Regions from separate parts of the Gossypium hirsutum genome. Here all the other regions are linked to region 2. Evidence: chromatin contacts called from public Hi-C data. All regions are on one chromosome and are shown on one strand. Each heading gives the region's core, a stretch centred on a gene start, on an enhancer-like site or on the middle of the called end of the contact. The rest is flanking DNA. Distances are from core to core; before and after follow the strand shown.

What was found. A called contact is a pair of places that touch in the nucleus more often than the background predicts.
Region 1: a contact with region 2 is called in a Hi-C map of leaf, with 2.1 times the contacts expected there. The contact joins the promoter of LOC107924562 here to the promoter of LOC107897854 in region 2. A contact is called at or near these places in 2 of 34 Hi-C or Micro-C datasets (both in leaf).
Region 3: a Hi-C map of leaf shows a contact between it and region 2, with 5 times the contacts expected there. The contact joins the promoter of LOC107923984 here to the promoter of LOC107897854 in region 2. A contact is called at or near these places in 12 of 34 Hi-C or Micro-C datasets (callus, hypocotyl, leaf and 1 more).

What each region holds. Positions count from the first base shown.
Region 1 is chrA11:14,475,740-14,479,916 of Gossypium_hirsutum_v2.1, forward strand. It overlaps LOC107924562 (2-methyl-6-phytyl-1,4-hydroquinone methyltransferase, chloroplastic), which reads right to left and starts at 2,651. Exons shown (of 4, transcript XR_001691797.2): 1 at 1,725-2,651; 2 at 1,058-1,364; 3 at 74-286. It overlaps LOC107923765 (a long non-coding RNA gene), which reads left to right and starts at 3,196. Exons shown (of 4, transcript XR_001691621.2): 1 at 3,196-3,379; 2 at 3,633-3,656; 3 at 3,897-4,026; 4 at 4,109-4,177.
Region 2 is chrA11:14,712,928-14,717,205 of Gossypium_hirsutum_v2.1, forward strand. LOC107897854 (histone acetyltransferase GCN5) reads right to left here and starts at 1,902. Exons shown (of 13, transcript XM_016823439.2): 1 at 1,040-1,902; 2 at 855-919; 3 at 560-640; 4 at 186-257. The coding sequence starts at 1,642.
Region 3 is chrA11:14,878,279-14,882,319 of Gossypium_hirsutum_v2.1, forward strand. It overlaps LOC107923984 (phospholipase A1-Igamma1, chloroplastic), which reads left to right and starts at 2,715. Exons shown (of 2, transcript XM_016854217.2): 1 at 2,715-4,041. The coding sequence starts at 2,937. It overlaps LOC107923759 (a long non-coding RNA gene), which reads right to left and starts at 314. Exons shown (of 2, transcript XR_001691617.2): 1 at 1-314.

The DNA of each region.
Region 1 (4,177 bases), core at 1,401-3,900, 240 kb before region 2:
GAAGATATGAATCACAAACAGGATAATATTAGATGATAAAATACATAGCTAGAAGATGTCTTGCATTACATACGCTATGACTAGAGAAATATAGGCAATTTGGAAGGGCAGCAGCAGGTATGGCCGCTGTTTAGATTGGTTGACCTTCCGGCACAATTTGATCCTTCAACCACATATAGATAGGTACCAATACATAATACGTAGCTGCCATGGTACCCAGTATAAAGCGCAACAGGAATGTTAATGGGTTTATCGGTTTCGATACATCCTCTGCCTTCGGGCCAAGCTGAAAAGGAAAGATAAATGAGAAGCAAGAGAGTTTAGTAATAACACGAAATGGCCTCACGTCTACATGAAATGCTATTTTCTGAAAGTTTCACTATTACAAATACAATACAAGTACAAACAAAAGTCCACCCAATTACAATGTAGAATCAAACTAGTACGAAATATTCAGACCAAACCGGACAAAATTCACACATGGTAGGACTGGAAACCCACATATCGCAATTGCATATGGTGAACTCGAACTTAGATATTCAAAGACCCAAGACTTCCGCCTTAACCAACAAGCGGAGGCCTCATAGAAAAAAGGATTAAGTAACCTGCATTATCGAAGGATATTGTTTTGCACCACACACACAAAGTACCCATGTAGAATGTACTTGATACAATGACTTCATATTATGAAAGGAGGAGGGAAGGGGAGTGACTTATGTTTAGTTAATAGTTACCGAGGGGAAGAAAATTTAATATTTATAAACTGGTGATTGAGAGTTAATGCAGAGCAAACAGCAAAAGCAGAACCAGAATTTCAACAATATTGAAGACAAGGAGATTGAGGCAGTTCCAACAGAGTAATATAAGCTTATGATTATGAGTCCTTAAACTGGAGGCTAACATAGGGGAACTATGTACGATACCCTTACCTCAGATATCAAATCCTTTGCTCATAATACGGGATGTTCAAGATATACAATACATGCATGGTCAACAATAGAGAAAAAGTTCAACAAAATGATGCAGCGAGCCATTTCCCACATCAAAAAGTGATTACCTGCAAAGGAGAGTCCCCAGATGCAGGTTTGACACCAGTTACAGAGCACCCCATGATCAAACCATGTCTGCGAACTCCACGATACCACTTAGGGCCAATCCTTTTGAGTTGGACATCCTTAAATCCAGCCTTTTCAAACCACTCAATGTACTCTTCCTCCTTAGGGAAAAGCATCCAAACATCCGCAAAGAAGCGTGACAACCAGAATGTAGGGTACACAGGACCAATCAGACAAGCTTTTCCTCCTAGTTTCAACACCCTGTATGCTTCCTTGATGCCCCGTTGTGGGTCTGGCCAGTACTCTATGCTGAAAAACATAACAGCATGATCCCAATAAAACTTCATCAAGTTACCATCTCCCCACCTTTAAATTCAAAATAAATCATCCATGCAAACCAGCTAGCAAATTACCATATTTTATGATTATAGATTATGTACTCCGAGATGCCCCAATTGACAGTATCTTCTACAAAATCGTATCGTAGAGACAAGAACAATAAAACCAATCTATAATGACAAGGCCAATTAAGCCATCGTGCATAACAATTACAAAGAGCACCATCCAACCACAAACCCCCAAAATTTTGCATCTTATTGTGAAAACATGTAGTCAGTGCATTTCAAGCAAACAAATTCCAGTAACACCAAAAGAGTTGGAAAAATGTACCTGCCAGCAGACACATATCTGTCGGCATAATCAGTACGGAAGGGGAGATCTTCTGCATCACCTTCAATTATCCTGCACTCCTTCAGAGACTCCTTTTGCTTAGCCTTGGCAAGCTGGTGCGGAGATTGGTCGAGAATTGTAACGTTCTTAGCATCCACATGCTTAACGATACCCAAAGTAGTGAAACCAGTTCCACCACCAACATCTACAACAATCATGTTCCTGTTGTTAAGATCGGCTGGCTCAAGTGCATCATCCCTCATGTCTTCAGTCCAGTGACCAGGGTTTATCACATGGTCATATATAATTGAGAGGAACCTGTAGAACCAAAAAGCCTCCTTTTTGTGTTGTATGAATCTTGGTTGTGAAGCTGGCCTTGATGCTGATAAGCCGCACTTTGGAGCCATTGTTGTTCCTGGCCTGGAGATCCTCGCACTAGAGGCTAAACCCAAATTGGACAAGTGTTTCCCATGAAAACCTGACCCTAAAAAATCAATCCTATTTGGGGTTACCCCCCTAATGAGAGTGAAGTTTTCTGCTCCATTGAGCATGGAAGAAGCCATGGATTAAGCAAGCAAAAAAAAAAAAACCCACGATTTGAAAAGCTGCAATCTTTACTTGTTGAAAGATTTGAGCAAAATATCAATTACCAAGATAAACACCTTAAGGGTAAACGAGATTGGAGCAAAAAAAGGGTACCGTTTTGGGCTAGCTAGTTTTAGTATTTTAGCGTCTGGCTTTCTGCAACTTTGGTTGAGACTTAAAGGAAACGGACACCACAGCTTTTGGACTGGACTCTGCTCTCTGGCGGTTTCAGTCTGCAGGTTTGTTTATTTATTCTCTGTAATTAGAAATTGTTTGTAATTCTAGCTTGAATCAATTATTGTGCTTATGTTTGTGATTAGGAATTAATGGTTCAAATGTAGTGAAGTAAGAGAAGTAAATCAGCTGATGTTGGCTATACAATACGCTTATTTGTCAATCGTGGTTCGTGGACTCTTTACTCTCCTCATGTTCCTAATCCAATTTATATTTCCTTCTTTTTGTTTCATTTCTCCAACGACTTTTCTTCCTTTCTAATGAGAAATGAGAATGACGTATACATGAAAATTCTTTGAAAGAGATGATTTATGGTAATTTCATTTTCTCTTTTATAATCTTTCATTCCTTTCTTTTTCATTTTAAGTTTAAATTCATTTCCAAGAATTTTATGTAAATAACAATTGAATATATCAAATTCTTGTACCAAAAATAAATAAATCAACTTCTTGTCTAATATTTCAGTTAGCAATTTCCTTTTAAAAAAAAAATTTCCTAAATTTTGACAAAAAGGGCATAATTATAGTTATAAAATATACCTATCCATAGGTACAACTGTTAAAGATCCACTCAAAATTTAAAAAAATTCAGAAAAAAATATAAACTCAAAAATCAAACCCGTTTAAAAAATAAACATGAGTAAAAAAATTTTAACCCTGGGCCGGCCGAGATTTTTTCAACCTTATTCCCAGACTCCTCCCTATTCCTAATTCCCCTTTCTAATTTATTTGGCTATTGTTTTTAAAGTATCTCCATATTTCTTTAGCTTTATTTTTCTTTTTTCTTTTTTTCTTCTCTGGTCTCCCTGGTTTAAAACAAAAAAAAAAACATGGGAGGTACGCAAGAACCTTCTGTTCATTTATGATATATTCTTGCATATTGCTTCTTTTTTTTTTATTTTCATTTTGTTTGTGTTTTTGCAGCATTGGGTTCTCAAAGAATTTTAGAATATTCATATGTTTTTATGCTTTGATGTTATATGTGTATATATGTATATTGTGTGGATGCTTTGAGTTTAATTTTAAGGTTTATTTTCATAAAATAATTAGCATTTGATGATTTTCTTCTTCCTTTTTTGTGGGTTCTCAGGTACCAAAGATTCTGCTCGCTATGGTACTTTTGAATGCATCCTTTTTGGACATTTAGCCTTTGAGTCCCTCATTTGTTTATGTTTTGCAGCTTTGGGTTTATGTATTTATACTCATGTTTGATCTTTCTAGGCCTCTTTTCATATATATATATATATATATATGATGCATTTGTAATCATTGCTGTTTCTTGCCATCTTGTTCTTTAATTTCTTTTCATTCAATTTGTTCACACTATCTGTTTGTTAAAATTTTCCACTTGTAGTGGTGAAACACCAATTGACATCAAACTAACCAAGAAAGCCTCTGAAAGAGGAGATGGGAACCTTTTCGTTTTCGCAATATACGGAGACGGCAACATCGAAACGCTTTCGCCGACATGACTGCAACTTGTGGTAATCAAATCATTCATTTATTTGATATAGAAAAACATCAATGATCTTTGCTAAAAACATGTTGGTGTCACTTTTCGGATAGGTGAAGGAAGGTATGCAGAAGTTTATAAAGGGAAATTGAAAACTGGAAACCCCGTTGCGATTAAGCGGC
Region 2 (4,278 bases), core at 652-3,151:
GTCATCACTCATTCCCTTAAGAATCTCAAATTTTAATTATAATACAGGAGTAGAACTCAATATTAGGGAAGGCACACTAGAACAAAATTTACCAAAGAAGAAGAAATGAGCCAAAATAGGAAAATACACTGAATAGGGAACTGAAAATTGATTCACTCACAATAACATAAGACCAGGAATCTTACTTGACATATGGACGATATGTGATGCCACCAACAACCTGATTACGTCTGATAACCATCACAGATTTATGGCTTCTACAAAATCCAAAGTAAGAAGAACTGAGACCTTAAAATGCACAAAAGCTGATGATTTCATTACCAAGCAAATTTGAAGGTCATTTCATTAAAGAAGAACAATAAGCCAGCTAGAAGCAGCAGGAGGATTAATCAAGATATTCAAGAATCAAAATTGGGCTTATGTCATGTGTTCAAAAATGTCAACCAGCAACTCATATATTAAGATGACTGAATGTTTGACCCAAACCAATAAAGAAATCCATAATAAAACGAGGTCTTTCATCTTAAAGTGTGTGCTTCTAAAGTGTCTATCTTGATACCTGTCCATAACAAGGCGAACAATATACTCTTTAGGCATGTTGGGTAGTTGTCTTCCAAATATGTTCTTCAACCCAATCAACCTGAGTATCAAAAAATATATATATAGCTTAATTTTCCATCACCAGTTCACAAAGTTAGTATGGTGAGTTGCAAGAAATCCAAAACCAAAACACCCTACCCCATAGTCATAAATGGCTACTAATAACTAAAGAAACCATGCATTATCGAAGATTTTACAACATCATCCAGAGAAAAAAACGTAACATGAATGCTTAAAAGAGAGAATTTAGATACCAAACCATATGCTCATCAACACCGTCGTTTGAATAGCAAACAAACTTAAGCCTTCCCGCTTCCTCCTGAAATTGATTTTTTGTTTTTAATATATACATCGTAATTCAAGAGAAAAAACAACCTATTGGGGCAAAGAAATTGCGTTCAGGTTTTATCATCACAACTCAAAACGTTGGATACTTTACCTCTCTTTTCAAGCTCTCTTCTCTAGCACTATAAGCTCCACTAGTCTGTATATTCTCAGTAAATATCTTAACGTCTTCCTTGGTTGAAATCCCAGCTATTGAGCTCCCACCTGCTGCGGCAGCACCCGTGGGCCCAACTGGTGCTGAACCAGGGGCTGCACCGTCTTTCCCTCCATCGGCACTCTCTAGCTTGACAGTGGAATTCTCAGTCTTGAGCTTCGTGTTCCGACCCGAACCAGAGCCGCCCCCGCCAGACTCTAGGCGAGCAGTCGTGAAAGTGCGGATGGAGGAATCGTTTTCGTGGTCGAAGTCGTCCTCGTCGTCGTCTACGACGGCGTCCTCTGAGTCGTCAGCATCAGAATCGGAGTCGGCGCCCCGCGCAGAAATACTCTCGAGGTCGTCATTGGATGTCAAAGCGCCGTCGCGAGTGTCGGCGGAGAAGGATGACGGAGGGAACGAGGAAGGAGGCGCGTGGTCCTCGGACGCGGCTGCGGCGAGTTTGCGCTTGTGGAGGGAGGAAGTAGCAGAGGCTGAGGCAGAGTGAGATGGGGATGGGGTCTGGGAGCTACGAGAGCGGTTCGGCGCGGTTAAGTGCGAATCCATCTATGGAAACTCGAACTGAGTCAACTCGATCCAATTAGGGTACCTTTTGAAGGGTAACGCTAGGTTTTGCAGAGGGAAGAGAAGAAAAAAGAAGCTCAATTGAATGTTATTCTCAGATACACTAACTTGCCGGTATCGAAGTCTACATTTCGCGGAGGCGGTGTCGGTTCTCCCCCTTTCCTGGGTTTGGAATTCGTCAATAGGGTTTTGTTACAGTTGGCCAAAACGTTGGGGTCAATAATTATCTATGAAAATTAAATTAAGGACTAAATTCCTAATTTGTAAAGAGTATAAGGACTTGTGGTAGATTTTAACCAATGAATAAAAATGTTTGGTTTGTAAGGGTTTTTTTTTTTTTTGGCCAATAATCGAATTGGGTATTAATTCGTTTAATTCTTTTAATCTGATGAAAAATTATTAAAAATTTAAAAAATAAAAAATTCAATTTAAGCAATTTATATCAATTCTCCTCTCTAAATTAATACACTATTACTTACTAATATAATCCTATTCAAAATCCACTATATTTCATTACTGTAAAAGACCAAATATAGAAGTAGATTCCCAACACATACAACCATAGAGAACTATAAATAAAATAAAATCCTTAATAGACAACAATTGAACAATAATGGTAACTTTGTTTTAATTACCCACTACCTGAAAATTAAATCATAATTAATACGAATAATTTAAATATTCAGATTTAATTTTCAATACAATATAATTATTTAATATTTTTATTTGATTTGATATGATTATTGATTTAACATTCATAGATTACATACGCAAATAATTATATTTATAAATAAAATATAAATTTTTTTATTAGTACAAAAGAACCGAATAATTAAAATTTTATTCATACAATGAACTTGAGATCGAAATTTCTATTATAAAATGATATCAAATCAAAGTTCATATCAGATCAAAGTTTACATGTAAATTTAAAATTTATCTCTAATTCTTATATATAAATTAAAACCCAAAACCTAAATATATTATATTATCCTAATCAACCTAAACATAAAAGTTATCATTTAAAAATGAAAGAAAAAAAATGATAAACTTAGAATTTTCATTAATGTCAAAAATATTTAAAGCAACTTAAAATTTAATAGTACAAAATAAGATAATCAACCCAAATAGCTTGCTAGGTTGGAAAGATATAAAGAAACTCAATAAAATTTCGAAAGAAATTAAAAGGAGATATTCGATCTTGATGGAGATCCGCTTCTGAGTTGATTCCGATGGTGTTCTTCGAGTGTTTTCTTCGATATTCTCTGATGGCTCCCTTATGTCTTCTTCTATTTGGTATTTATGGAGTTTAGAATGCTAGAAAGCCTAAAAATTGTATTTTTTCGCATATTTGGGAAGCAGGGTGTGAAATCGATACGGGTTGGCACATGGGCGTTTGTTCAGCCATGTAGAAATGCCCAAGCCGTGTGGCTCCCGAAAACAGCTTTATTTGTCCAATTTTGGCTCATTTTTTGCTCCTTTCGCTCCTAAATGCTCTCCTAAGTATAGAAACATGAATTTAAAGGATTAGGAGCATCAAATTCACTAATTTGCATAATTAATCATCCAAAAATACATTAAGAATAAGATTAAAATATGTTACTTCTATATCTTATCACTTATAGATAACCCCTTTGGTATAGCTTAATTGGTTGTATCTTTTCTTATCTTTCACCAAAAAAAAAAATCATCAATCCAAACATTAAAATGAAAATAAAACATTTAAAACCAATAAACCCATGAACCAAATCATTCCAAAATGCTCTTTTGGCATCAAGATCTTACCTTTAATGTTGCTTTTAACATCCATAATTTCACTTATTTTCAAACGAAAATCTCTTAACAATTATTTTTGCTATACTATACACTAAACCAAATCAAAGATCATTAAAAGATTAGAAATTGGTGATAAACATGTATTATATTTATTATAAATATAGCATGATAGCTAAAATGCTGATAATTATGAAACAACTTTTATTTAGTAAAATAATACAAAAAAATTATAACTAGTTAAAATTATTTAAAGTAATTAATTTCAAATGGCACATGCATTTGAGATTCTTTGCCAGAGTGGTAAGCGAGAAATTATTTTATGAACCATTTCCACTACATCATTCATGGTCCCACTTAATTAAAAAAAACACACACACACACACCATCTTTGATTTGAAAGCTTAGTCCAAATGTACATATGATATGGAAAAAAAGAAGAAGAGATAATATGTATTCTTTTAATTGGCCAGGACTATGGATAATGTGATAGAAAGAGTCCATAAAATAATTTCTCATGGTAAACACATTAATTTATAACTATACTTCCAAAAAAGACTAGTGAGACTTAAAATGGCAGTTTTAAAACATTTGAAATGTAACTTTCATGAAATTGGGCAGGACCATGAATGATGTGGTGGAAATAGTCCATAAAATAATTTCTCATAGTAAACACATTAATTTACAACTATACTTCTAAAAAAGACTGGTGAGACTTAAAATGGCAGTTTTAAAACATTCGAAATATAACTTCCATTAAAGTTTTTAGTTACAAATAGTGAGTGTGCCACTGATAAAACTTAGATGGTACATTTTGCAGTAAATGAAATAAAGGATTTTCATTC
Region 3 (4,041 bases), core at 1,465-3,964, 170 kb after region 2:
TTCAAACGAGATTTTCCTCGAACACATCTCCTTGCCATCTTCCGTAAAATACCGAAACCAATACTCGGTAGCACTTTATATTTAACAGATAATACACATAACTTGCATTTTATTCGAAAATAACCACAAAGCATATATTTCATGATAGAAATCAGCATATCATATATTTAGCATCAATAACTTAAAAATAATAATTATGCTACATTATTTACACATGAACTTACCTCGATCCACAAAGGTGAAAAAAAAGACGTAATTATCCCTTAATCAATTTCTTTCCGTTCTAGGTCCAAATCTCGATTTTCATCATCTAAAATATCACATTCAACTTATTAAAATAATGTACTGATCAAATTAGTCCATTGACACACTTGGGCAATTTTTACAATTTTGCCCCTATATTTTGCCAAAATTACCAAATTACCCCTAGGCTCGTAAAATATTTTTTATCACATTTCTTTACTCCTTGAGTCTAGATGAACCATTTTCATAACTATAGCAACTCATAATTTCAACTATTTCACACATTTACAACTCATTTTACAACTTAGCAATCTAGCCCTTTTTAATGTGTTTTCATACAATTTCTTTCACAAAAGTTGTTTATTAGACAACTAGGACTCATAATCTTCCATAAAAACACAGAAAACAACACATTTACTCTCATGGAAAAACCCTAGACTCTTCATCATTTTGCAAAATAGACCCCTCATATGAAAGCTCATGCTTTAGGGGTTCCAAAAATGTAAAAATCATCAAGCAAAGACATTAAAATCACTTACAAGCAAGGGAAATATGTTGCTGAAATTCTCCAACTTCAAAGCCCTTTCTTTGCTGCATATTTCGGTGAAGGAGAAGAGAAAAATGATAGCTTTTTCTTTTTGATTTGTTAATAATAAAACTAGTCAAAATTGGTGACCAAATTTAACCTAATTTTGACTTTTCAACAATTTTGTCTCCCATGGCCGGCCATCACATTTTCAATGGCCTAATTTCACTTTAAATACCCCCAATTTAAGATACAAGGCAATTTAACACCTTTAGGTATTAAAACACAACTTTTACCTTTTACGCGATTTAGTCCTTTTTCGAAATTGGACTAGAAATTGCTAAAATTAACTTACCAAAATTTACATGCACTTATAAAATTATATTATAACACATAAAATAATACTAAAATAATTTTCTCTGGCCTCGAAATAGTGGTCCTGAAACCACTATTCCGACTAAGCCCAAAATCGGGCTGTTGCAGATAAACCACAGGACTCATGTCGACACTTGTTTCTTTTGGCCAAAGCTCTCTGCATGCATGTAAACATGTGAAACCCCTCCAATTGCCTCTTTTCCACAACCTTACATCAATATTTTTTAATTCGGATTTATTCTTTGTTTTATTAGGGCTTGAGGCTTGAGATTATGTTTTTGACATTAAAATAATTTAAAATTTTAATAAAAATATAAATTACAGTTCAATTATTATATGCATCAACCACTTTGAATCTTATTTTTCCTCAATCGTCCTGTCATTATCGATCTTTGATAAATAAGTCCAAGTCATTATGTACGCTTAGTTATTTAGTATATTGTTCAAGTTGAAAGAAAATTAGATTGGTCAGAATAGTTGAAAATTGAAAAAATATAGTTAATTGGTAAAAGAAAAAATTGAATAAAATGGGTAAAAGGTCTGTTTTAGATTTTCTTTCCAGCAATGAGATTTACTCTCTTTTTTTTTTGGTTTAATACTTAATATTATATTAATTTTTTTATTAAACTGACTTTAAATTTTAAACAAGGAAAAGAAAAAGGTGTTGGTGATATTTAAAAAGTGATTATAAATTTTATAGTGATATATAGTTGCGTTAAATTTAATAATGTATATACATAGCATTGTATTGAATTATATATGTTTACACTGCAACTTGCAAGAATATGTGTTCAATTTCTTACTCTTTATATACTTGTTTACATATATCTATCTTTAACTTATACATAATCTATTTTATAAGTACGGGCTAGAAGCACCCAGAAATAAAAAAGCACTACTCAATATCGATTTGAATTAGCCCATCCTCAATGGTAGGTAGAATTTGTATACAAAATTTAGAGTATATTTGTACTGTAGGGAGTAATTGAATAAAAATTTAATTATTAGAGTAATAATTATACTTTGTTTTAGTTATAAAGAATTGTAATTCTTCAAATGTGTTTTAATAACAAAGTGTAATTATATTGTAATTTCCTATGTCATGTTTGGTAGTACACATTGTAATTACATTGTTGATTTGGGGAAGACTAAAAATTTCACTTGAGGCTCGACCCATTTAAAAAACGGGTCTTATTTTCTTTTTCAAGTTCACTTTTTAGACTTATATATTTTTATTCAAATCTTCTCGCTTTTAGAACAAGTCTTTGAACTTGAGTGAATAACTTAAACTATGAATATGTTTAGGTTTAGGTACAACTATGAGGTTTGTAGTTAATATTTTAATTCAATTAAAATTTTATAAAAATATTATTCTGTAATTAAATTAAATTATTTGAGAATATTTTAATTTTTTTATTTAAAAAACTGATGTTCATTAAGTGCTTTATACCTAAAACAAAATTTGAAGTTTACTTGTCATGGATGAGGCCAATTCACGGACGAAAGATTTACGCGTTGGGAGGGCGGTCCCTGGAAGGGTGTTCCGTGCTAGACTAAATGAAAAATTTTCCTGAAAGGGAGTTCCGTCCTTTCTCAAAGAAAATACAAATACAGAAATGGTTGAAGGTATCACATGATATATTTATTTGCATGAAACTTGATGATGCCGAGAACTTTCTTGAAACCTAAAACTAGTTAAAGTTCACCAACACCATTGACCAAAATAGTTAAAGCTCACCTCTATCCTACATATTAAAACCTCCCCCGTTTCATCCAAAGCTTGCTACCTTCAATGGCCATTTCTCTATCCAAAACCTTTCTTTCCATTGCTCATCAGGTTTTTCCGTCTGAAAAATGCCGTCCGGTGTCGTTTTCAGGCCGGGAACCTCAGCTTCAACGTACTACAAGTATGGGATTTGCCACAAGGTCGCTTAGGATGCCTAGGGTTTCGTCTAAAACAAGCGGCTCCTTGTTCTCTTCCATCGACGAACTCGACAAGGAAACACGAGAAGAAAGACGAGTGGCGGATGTATGGAGAGAAATCCATGGCGTGGATGACTGGGTTGGGATGTTAGATCCTATGGACCCTCTTCTACGGTCGGAGCTGATTCGATATGGCGAGATGGCACAAGCCTGTTACGATGCTTTCGATTTCGACCCATTTTCCAAATACTGTGGAAGTTGCAGGTTCACGCCCCGTCAGTTCTTTGACTCCCTAGCCATGGCGGACCATGGTTACGTGGTCTCCAGGTACATCTTCGCAACATCCAACATTAACCTTCCCAATTTTTTCAAGAAATCTCGGTGGCCCAAAGTGTGGAGCAAGAGTGCGAATTGGATAGGCTACGTCGCTGTTTCCAACGACGAAATATCCAAACGCTTAGGCCGTCGCGACATCGTCGTCGCTTGGAGGGGAACCGTGACCCGCCTGGAGTGGATTGCGGATTTAATGGATTTCCTCAAACCCATTTCTTCGAACAAAATCCCATGCCCCGATTCAACAGTAAAAGTAGAATCAGGCTTCCTCGATCTCTACACCGACAAAGATGTGAATTGCCGCTTCTGCAAGTTCTCAGCGAGGGAACAAATTTTAACCGAAGTGAAAAGGTTACTCGAAATCTACCAGCTTGAAGAGCTAAGCTTAACAATAACTGGTCACAGTTTAGGCAGTGCCTTGGCAATTCTCAGCGCATATGATATCGTGGAAACGGGTCTAAATGTGCTGCAAGATAGCAGAGCTGTCCCAGTGAGCGTGTTTTCCTTTTCGGGTCCTAGGGTAGGTAACGTGAGGTTCAAGGAACGGATGGAAGTGCTGGGAGTTAAAGTGTTGAGGGTGGTGAATGTGCATGACATAGTCCCTAAATCCCCAGGATTGTTCTTCAACGAAAACGTGCCAC